Linked DNA regions of Sus scrofa: region 2 is linked to region 1. A link is a contact called in public Hi-C data. All regions are on one chromosome and are shown on one strand. The core of a region is the stretch at or near the end of the contact, and the rest is flanking DNA. Distances in the headings are between cores, read along the strand shown. Region 1 holds the start of MRPS14 (28S ribosomal protein S14, mitochondrial). Region 2 holds the start of RFWD2 (E3 ubiquitin-protein ligase RFWD2).

The links. A called contact is a pair of places that touch in the nucleus more often than the background predicts.
Region 2: a Hi-C map of alveolar macrophages shows a contact between it and region 1, with 2.6 times the contacts expected there. The contact joins the promoter of RFWD2 here to the promoter of MRPS14 in region 1. A contact is called at or near these places in 3 of 47 Hi-C or Micro-C datasets (alveolar macrophages, embryonic fibroblasts and heart right ventricle).

What each region holds. Positions count from the first base shown.
Region 1 is chr9:117,135,824-117,140,013 of Sscrofa11.1, reverse strand. MRPS14 (28S ribosomal protein S14, mitochondrial) reads left to right here and starts at 2,826. Exons shown (of 3, transcript XM_013989625.2): 1 at 2,826-2,955. The coding sequence starts at 2,911.
Region 2 is chr9:118,112,364-118,116,556 of Sscrofa11.1, reverse strand. RFWD2 (E3 ubiquitin-protein ligase RFWD2) reads left to right here and starts at 2,289. Exons shown (of 20, transcript XM_021063674.1): 1 at 2,289-2,957. The coding sequence starts at 2,554.

The DNA of each region.
Region 1 (4,190 bases), core at 1,577-4,076:
TAACCTCTCTGTGCTTCAATTTCATCATCTATCCAATGGTTCTCATTAATTTATTAAACCCAGAATCAATATGGTACATAGAACAGCCTCTCACAATCAAATATCAAAATAGTTAACAATTAAAATTTTAATCCATCTACCCAAAAATAACTTTTAAGCATCCAAGGGAAAAACTATATGAAGAAAAAAAAAAAAGGCAGTATACTGGCAATGGTATTTATTCTCACCCACTTCTAAATCTAAATGCCCAATTGAACATTTATGTACAAATAGCTTAAACTATATTTGTATGTTATTGGGCTGTTTTTCACTTTAAGAAGAGAGTAAAGCAATTTAATGCATCAGAAGGGCAGGGATTTTTTTTTTTTCTGTCACCCTACCTTACACACATACACAGTGGTACATGATGTTTGCTGACTGAATAAATGAAATGGTACATGATGTTTGCTGACTGAATAAACGAATGATGATGGTTCTCCTGATCTTAGAATTCCAGGACAGTAAGGCAAGCAGCCTTCCTCACTTTATGTTAAATGGGCAGGGAGAATCACAGACTCTTTGGGAGAACACAAGGTAAACTGAACCATCTTTAGGTTTTGCCAGGCTTCTCCACACGCTAACAGAGGAGGTTGCATTGAGGGGAACATCTTAGGCTGTTTTTTTAAAAAAAACAATGCAGTTAAAGAAGATCCTGGAGTCTTCTCTTACCATCTCAGAGCATTCTATTTTATCTGCCATTACATTGCCTTACTCTCTTCTTAAAGTGAAAAACAACCCAATAACATACTAATATTTTTTAAACTATTTGTACGTAAATGATAACAATAGCATTATTCACAATAGCCAAAAGGTGGAAGCAGAGCAAGTGAATATCAACAGATGAAAAGAGAAATAAAATGATACATATCCTTACAATGGAGTATTATTCAGTCACGAAAAGTAAGGAAGTATTGACAGATGCATACATTTTGAAGACGTAATATTAAAGAAAGAAGCCAGACACAAAACAAGTGTGTGGTTCGACTAATATGAGGTATGTAGAGTAGTCAGATTCATAGAGATAGAAAGCAGAATGGTGGTCACCAGAGGCTGGGGTACAGGGGGAATGAGGAGTTACTGTTTAATAGGTACAGAGTTTCAGTCTGGGAAGGTAAAGTTCTGGGGATGGACAGTGGTGATGGTTGTACAATAATGTGAATGTATTTAAAGCCATCCACCTGTACACTTAAAAATGGTTAAATATAGTAAAAATTATTTTATATATATTTTACCTCAATTTTAAAAAAAGGACACTGTGTATACAGCTGGCTCACCCATTTCATGAGCTGATTGTGTTACTGAGTCTAAGGGTGTACTGCTTGCTGCAAGGCGGGTCAGTAAACTGGAGACATGTTGTTGGAGCAAGGAATAGTGGCTTTATTCCAAAAGCCAGCAAACCAACAAGATGGGGCAATGGTGTCCCAAAAAATCATCTTCCCAGAGTTAGAATTATGGCTTTTTTAAAAATATATATATACTAAAAGGGGAGGGGATAAAGTCCTGGTTCCAGGTCAACTCCAGAGGCATGTGTTAATTTCTTCCTTCCTGCAGGCATTCATAGTTGGGCCTGGTCAGGATGTTTTCTGTGAGCTAAACAAAGGTATTTTAGCTTAACTCTCATTACCTGGGAGGCAGGGTCACCAGAGATGGACCATTATGTGTAATTTTAGCTTATAAGTAACATCCCTTCAGTGATTAACTTTTAATAGAATACATAGGTTCTTCCCTATTACAATTGCAGAAAATGACCTTCAACTGTGGGGAGGAGAGAGAAGGGCATTACATGGGCTAGAATTAGGAATAGGTGGCTGCCTGACCCCTGTTCAAGAATTTTCTGCTTCTGCTATGATAGGGGCTTATGCTGTCCTTTCCTGCCAGCTGGTCTCAGTCAGTGTCTCCCCAGTCCGTTAGCTATGTCCCAATAAACTTGATCTTCTTAAAAAAAAAAAAAAAAAAAAAAAAAAGGAGTATGTACTCATCTTCCCTTTCCACAAGATTCCTGTTCAATGATGCAGATATAAGTAACACACAGGCAACTCCTCCTTCATCAATCAACACATCTAAAATACAGGTCCCACTAAGATACAGTCCTTGATATTCTTTCACCAGGACGGTAGGTGGGTAGTACTTGCCTTACATCCGCACAAAGGGGCACCTCAGAGTTTATTCCAGACAAAGGACATTTGCTATGAAACTGAACTCAAAGTTCTCTGACCTACAGACTGAAAACAGCAGTTTTAAATGCCAAGGCTCCCCTCCACCTGAAAAACCCCCAAATGTTTTAAGCCCTTTTCACCTAAAGCTCCAATATGCAAACTGTATTTTTAAAATTTATTTTTTAAACCCTAGACATATAAATGGGAATTGTAGCATTGCCATTAGCAACTTGATCATTCTCATCATATAGCGGAGAGAAAGGAGATACCTGCAAAATCTACGTAAGGGATAACAGAGGAAGAGCTGACCATAATTCTAGGTTTCTGGCAAATAAACTAATGGCGGGTACAGGAGAAGCAAGTTGAGCGAGAGAACTTGAGAAACAGAAACTAGTGATAATGAATGAACTGGCAGGTGGGAGTAGGGGAAAGAAATGGAGGTGGGTGGGGACACAGTTAATTTAAGAGGTTGTGTAAAGAATCTGAGAGGAACAGGTGAAGAGCGTCAGCCTCCACGGTCAGTAGCACAACTCCGCTTCCAGATTGTTAATTCCCAAATTCCGTTGAATACCGCGAGAACTCCTATCCAATAACTTCTCCCTTCTGCCGGTACGCTAAAGACCCCACCCCCTGCGGCCCAGACCCCGCCCCTCGTGTCCGCTGTTTCCGGCTGTGTTAATAAAGTTGCAGCGGTTTGCCGCTTGCGGCGGACAATATGGCGGCTTCCATGCTGGGTTTTCTGCTGCGGACCGTCCGGCAGGTCTGGCCCACGCGTTTATACCCTCTCTCCTCTTTCCCCTGAACCTCCAAACCTGCGAGTCGCCCACCATTCTGCCACCTGTAGCGTCCAGTGCAGACCCGTGTCAGTGTTCTCCCTCTCCCCACTTCCCTTCTGTCTGATTAAGGGGAGGGCTGAGCTGCGATTTTAAATTTGGTATTCGCTTATAACTAAGTGGGGTTCAAAGCTGCAGATTGACTCCATTTTTTAAGGAATGTAGGTGGAGACAGAAGTAGTCCGAGGAATGAGGCCCTAGGGACTCCAGTGTTAAGAGAACGGAGCAAAGGAGACTTCAAAGGAGCAGAGCGAGGAAGGAGCGTGGTGGCCTGAAAGCATTCCAAGATCAGGGAGTAGGCAACTCTGCTCAAAATCAATTTTAAAAAGGGCCGATAGTTGCCTGTCGGGTTTAGTAGTGAGAAAGTTGGTGGGACCTTGATCATAGTTGTTTTTTTGCGTAGTAGGGGCGAAACCGTTCAAGACAGCGGGAGGAAAGAAATTGGAGATGAGCATTTGAAGACGTTTTGCTGCAAAGGGGAGCAGAAAAGGGAGTCGGTAGCTGGAGAGGAGATGAGTTAAGAACAGGTGTTTTGTGTGTGTGTATTTTTAACGTGGCAGAAGTAACTGCATGTTTTTGTGTTAAAGGGAAAAATTCTGTAGAGTGGGGAAAATGTAGGAGAGAGAATTGCTGGAGCTGTGTAGGCAAGAGGTGGTGACTAGTGTTCGGTTTTTTTGGTCTCAGGAACTTGAAGAGTTATCTGTAATACCGTTGTCCAGTAGAAATAAAATGCCAACCACATATGTAATTTAAAGTTTTATAGCGGTCACGTTTAAAAATTAAAAGATGAAATTAATTTTATTGAAATATTTTAATAGGTATATCCAAAATACTGTTACTTCAACATGTAATCTGTAAAGGGATATATTTATTTTTTTAAATATAGATCTTTAAAATGAAGTATGTATTTTAAACTTACAGTACATCTTAGTTCGGATGCTAAATTTTCCACCATTGAAATGGAAAATGTAGTATCAAAACAGTTACTTGATATTTACCTTGGTTGTTTAAATTTTTAAATTCTTTAAAATTTTTAATTAAATAAAATTAAGTAAAATTAGGAATTACATTCTTCTAGTTAACTTGAAGTGCTCCCTAGCCAATAATAGTCCCGGAGTGGCTGTTATTGGGTGTTAGAAGGAGCAAGCTGGAAAGAAGTGAT
Region 2 (4,193 bases), core at 1,040-3,539, 980 kb before region 1:
CTCCTACCTGATAAAATATTTATCACAGTATTTCTCAAAAGGTCAGTCACCTGCATCAGGTTCACTTGGGTGCTGATAAGAATGCAAATTCATGTCTTAGCCCAGAACCAGAGTCAGAATCTCTGGAGATAAAGCTTAGGAAACTGCAGTTTTATTTCTGCTATGTGCTGAATTTTCTCCTGTGCCTTAGCCCGAACTTTCAGTCACTGCCTAGATATGGTTATTTGAGTGTATTTTCATCCCATGCTTACTTAACACATCCAAAATTAAACCATCCATTGGCCATCTATAATTGTCATGTTGGCACACCTGGAGTCATCATTGGAGTCATTTATCCCTGTGTTCTATCATTTTTATGTAATCAACTTACTGGGCTTCGTATCAATCACTAGGAAAGCCTATGATGACAGACATAGGTCATGTCCTAAAGGATTGTATTCTTTTACAGAGAATAACTTAATGCTGTAGACTCTTTTGCATGTGTGTGTGTGTGTGTGTTTCCAGAAATACTCCTTTACCTACCTTGTCAGCACCCTAATCTAGAATCTAATCACCTATGCTTAGACTGTTATAATTTTCTCCTAATTCGTTTCTTTGCTCCTAATCTCCCACCTCTGCTCAAAGATTATTCTGAACATTTAATCTTCAAAACACCATTGTGAAAGTATTTTACCCCCACTTAATGCCTTCATTGTTTCCAGCTGCTTGTAGGCTATTTTTCAAAGTAGATTAGAGGCTCTTTAAAGTATGGCTCCCCCATATAAACTCTTTTACCCCTACAGGCACTTATCATAGGTCAAGTATTGTGTTACATGTTAGGAGCACAAAGCTGAAGCTGATAGGCTAGTGGAAGACAAACATATACACCACTAAAATACATTATATGTGCAAACAAAATATTCTAGGAGCAGAAATGAGGGTGCAACTCTTCCTGCCTAGGAGTCAGTAAAGCTTCACATCAGTTGGCTCTTGAAAGTGAATTTAAACAAAGTTGGAAAATGCAATGCTCATAAAAGGGAGATGGTTCTTGGAAATCTGATATGCTCATACCTATCATTATTCTGAGCAGAAACTTGAGCTGGGAATTCCAGGTGAGCGGCTAAGGCAGTCCTCAGTAGGTTCGCACCTTTATGCAAGTTCACTGCCAGGTAAATGGCTCAGCCTTCTCTGGCGCTGTCCCTTCAGCATGGACAGGTGTTCCTAGGGAAAGGTGCATATAGTTGCACTATAGTCTTCAATACCCAGGACAGAATTAAATCAGAGATCTTTCCCTCTAAGAATCACAAGATAATAGAGTTGGAAGGGATACCGAAAATTCCAGTTTAGTTGTTTCTAATTTATATCTCCCAGAATCTTAGGGAGTTTCAAAGTGGCAAATGAAAAACTGAAATCAACTTTCAGTATTCGAAAAAGCCTACCAGAAATCGCATCTTCTGGTGGTATTAACTGCTAGGTTTCCTTGTTTTGTGATAGAAATCACATCAAATCCACGTTAGATGTGGGCTTTAACCGAGTTGTGTTCCGATTAAATACAATTTGCTTTTTCATGTTTATACTTAACTTGGTAAATAACTTTTCAAAATCCAAGAGATCATAGTCGAACCCATAAACTTTCCATAATGTTTGTAATTTACGAAGCACTATTCACTGACTTCAAAACTATGGAATGGTTAAAGCATAGCCCAGAGTCCTTGACTCTTAGTCCACTGCTCTTTTCAACTGCTCAGAGCTTCTAGGTTCCTTCTGTGTGTCCTAGGCTTCAGAGCCTCCAATCCCGGATTCGGAAGCACCTGCTGTGCCATAGCTACTGGGTCACACTGCCGCCTTCCAGTCAGCAGCGACCGCTCCCTGCCCACGTTCAGGAATGCGGCTCGCTGCCACGCATGCGTGGTGCAGCGACTCACCGCCAGCGCCGCTCCTCTTCCCCTGGAGCTGGGACCCTGGGTAACCTGCGAGGGTCGGAGCCCAGGGTGCGCCTGCGCAGTCGCTTTTGGAGCGCTCCTCATCTTCCCCCTCCGCCAAACCGCTCGGCCACCACTGCCATCCATTCCTCTCTCTCCGCAGCCCTTTCACCCCTTAAGACAGCCCTGCCCTCGGGCGCGTCACGAAGGAAACCAGCTCTCGATGAGGGCAGCGGTCGTTGCTAGGCCGCCGTCGCCCAGGGAGCGCTGTGCGTGTCTGAGCGCCGTGCGTGTCTGAGCACCGCCCCGGCAGCGGGCGCGTCTAAAGTTGTATCCCCCGCCGCTCCCGCCCCTTCCGCCGCTCGCGCGCGCGCACGGCCGGCCCACGGCGCGCCCGGGTTGGCTGCGGCGGTGATCGCGGCGGCGGCGGCGGCCTCGAGAGCGGTAGTGGTTCCTGCTCTGCTTTAATAGTTCCCTCCGCCCCCTCCCGCCGGACGCTGCTGTGTGGTTGCCTAACAAAAATCAACTTTATTGTTTCTCAGCCCCACCTCCCGGCGCGTCGCTCGTCCTCAGGATGCGCTGAGGCGGAGGGGAGGGAGGCGGCGGCAGGTCCCTCTCCTCCGAGCGCCCGTCCGGAGGGGAGGGAGTCACGATGTCTGGGAGCCGCCAGGTCGGTTCGGGCTCCGCAGGGACCAGCCCTGGCTCCTCGGCGGCCTCCTCGGTGACTTCCGCCTCCTCGTCCTTATCCTCTTCCCCGTCGCCCCCTTCCTTGGCAGCTTCGGCGGCGGCGCTGGGGTCCGGCGGGGCGGCCCAGGCCGCGGGCTCTGGCGGCCTCGGGGGCCCGGTGCGGCCTGTGCTGGTGGCGGCCGCCGTGTCCGGCAGCGCCGGGGCGGTGTCCGCGGGCCTGTCCCGGCTGAGCTGCGCCGCCAGGCCCAGCGCTGGCGTAGGAGGGAGCAGCTCCAGCCTAGGCAGCGGCAGCAGGAAGCGACCTCTGCTCGCCCCCCTGTGCAACGGGCTCATCAACTCCTATGAGGACAAAAGCAACGACTTCGTCTGGTGCGTTGGACGAGCAGCCTTCTGCCTCTCTCTACCTTAGGACTTTCTGCTGTTGGGGCGGCTGGGGTCCGGGGTGAGGGCGGTGTGTTGGGCTCTGTGGCGGTGTCTGCAGAGGGATCCGAGCGTTTGCAGGGGTTGGTGAGGAGAGGTGGGGGAGTCCCGAGGCAGGATGGCAGGATGGAGGTATTAAAGACGTCGATGCTGGTGGGGAGAAGTGGAGGGAGTTTAGGGAGTAATAAATAAGGGGAGCGATGGAAGGTCAAATAAATTGCTGTACAGAAAAGGAGAAAGTTGGGCACGGAGGTTGGGCCTTGCGTTTTCTGGCTATCTGAGGAATTAGGCACCCTGTCAGTCCGGATTGCTCGTTGAGGTTAATTAAAACTTGTACAGAGAGAGAGGCTTAAGGTTCCCGGGATGCTGAGGGAGGGAGTTGGTGGTCAAAATTTTCTTATTGGAAGTATGGTGGATGGTACTCTAAACATGGATGTTTAAAGGGAAGTAGTATTTGATGTAAATATCCATCGTGTGTCCGTGTAAATATCTCCTCCCACTTCAGAGGCTGGGTCACTTTTAAATCTGTTGTTGACGCTCCTGTAGTCAAGGAAGTCTGTTCACCAAAGAATTCCACCTCTCAGCTGAACGTCTTGAAAGAGGGGACCACATTTATATTTGTCATTCGTGTGTCAGATGCAACTGTATTACATTTGTATTAACACATTAGAGTATACTGAAACTTCGGATTTGAGAAACACTAGGAATTGTCATCATAGAGTCTTGAATGATACACAGTTACAACTTTTGGCATAGAGAGGTTATCCTTGATAAGTGAAAGATGGAGTTGATTGTCTTGCTGGAGAGTGTTTGGGAATTTTCATTGGGTTTTGTATCTACAACCCAATCCAAGTGGTAGGATTACGAGAAAGGAATTGCTTGTAGCTGAGTGAGAACTGGTAGGATTTTGTGCTTTTCCTCTGGAGAAAATTGCCGATAGAATATTAGTGATGTAGGAAGTTGACTTGCACTGTCATTGTAGGGGAAGTTGATTCACTTCAGGGTTGAAGATGATCTGAATTGTTGTCATTAACTATGATAGGGCTAGAAGTTGGAACTATAAGAAAGTTATTGATTAGACTTACAGTTTTTAGTTCTTGCAGTGAAAATGTCATGCATATTTTTGCATTTGTCATAAATAACTTTGGATTCAGAATTGATTCATTTTTCGCTGAAAGTGGGCTA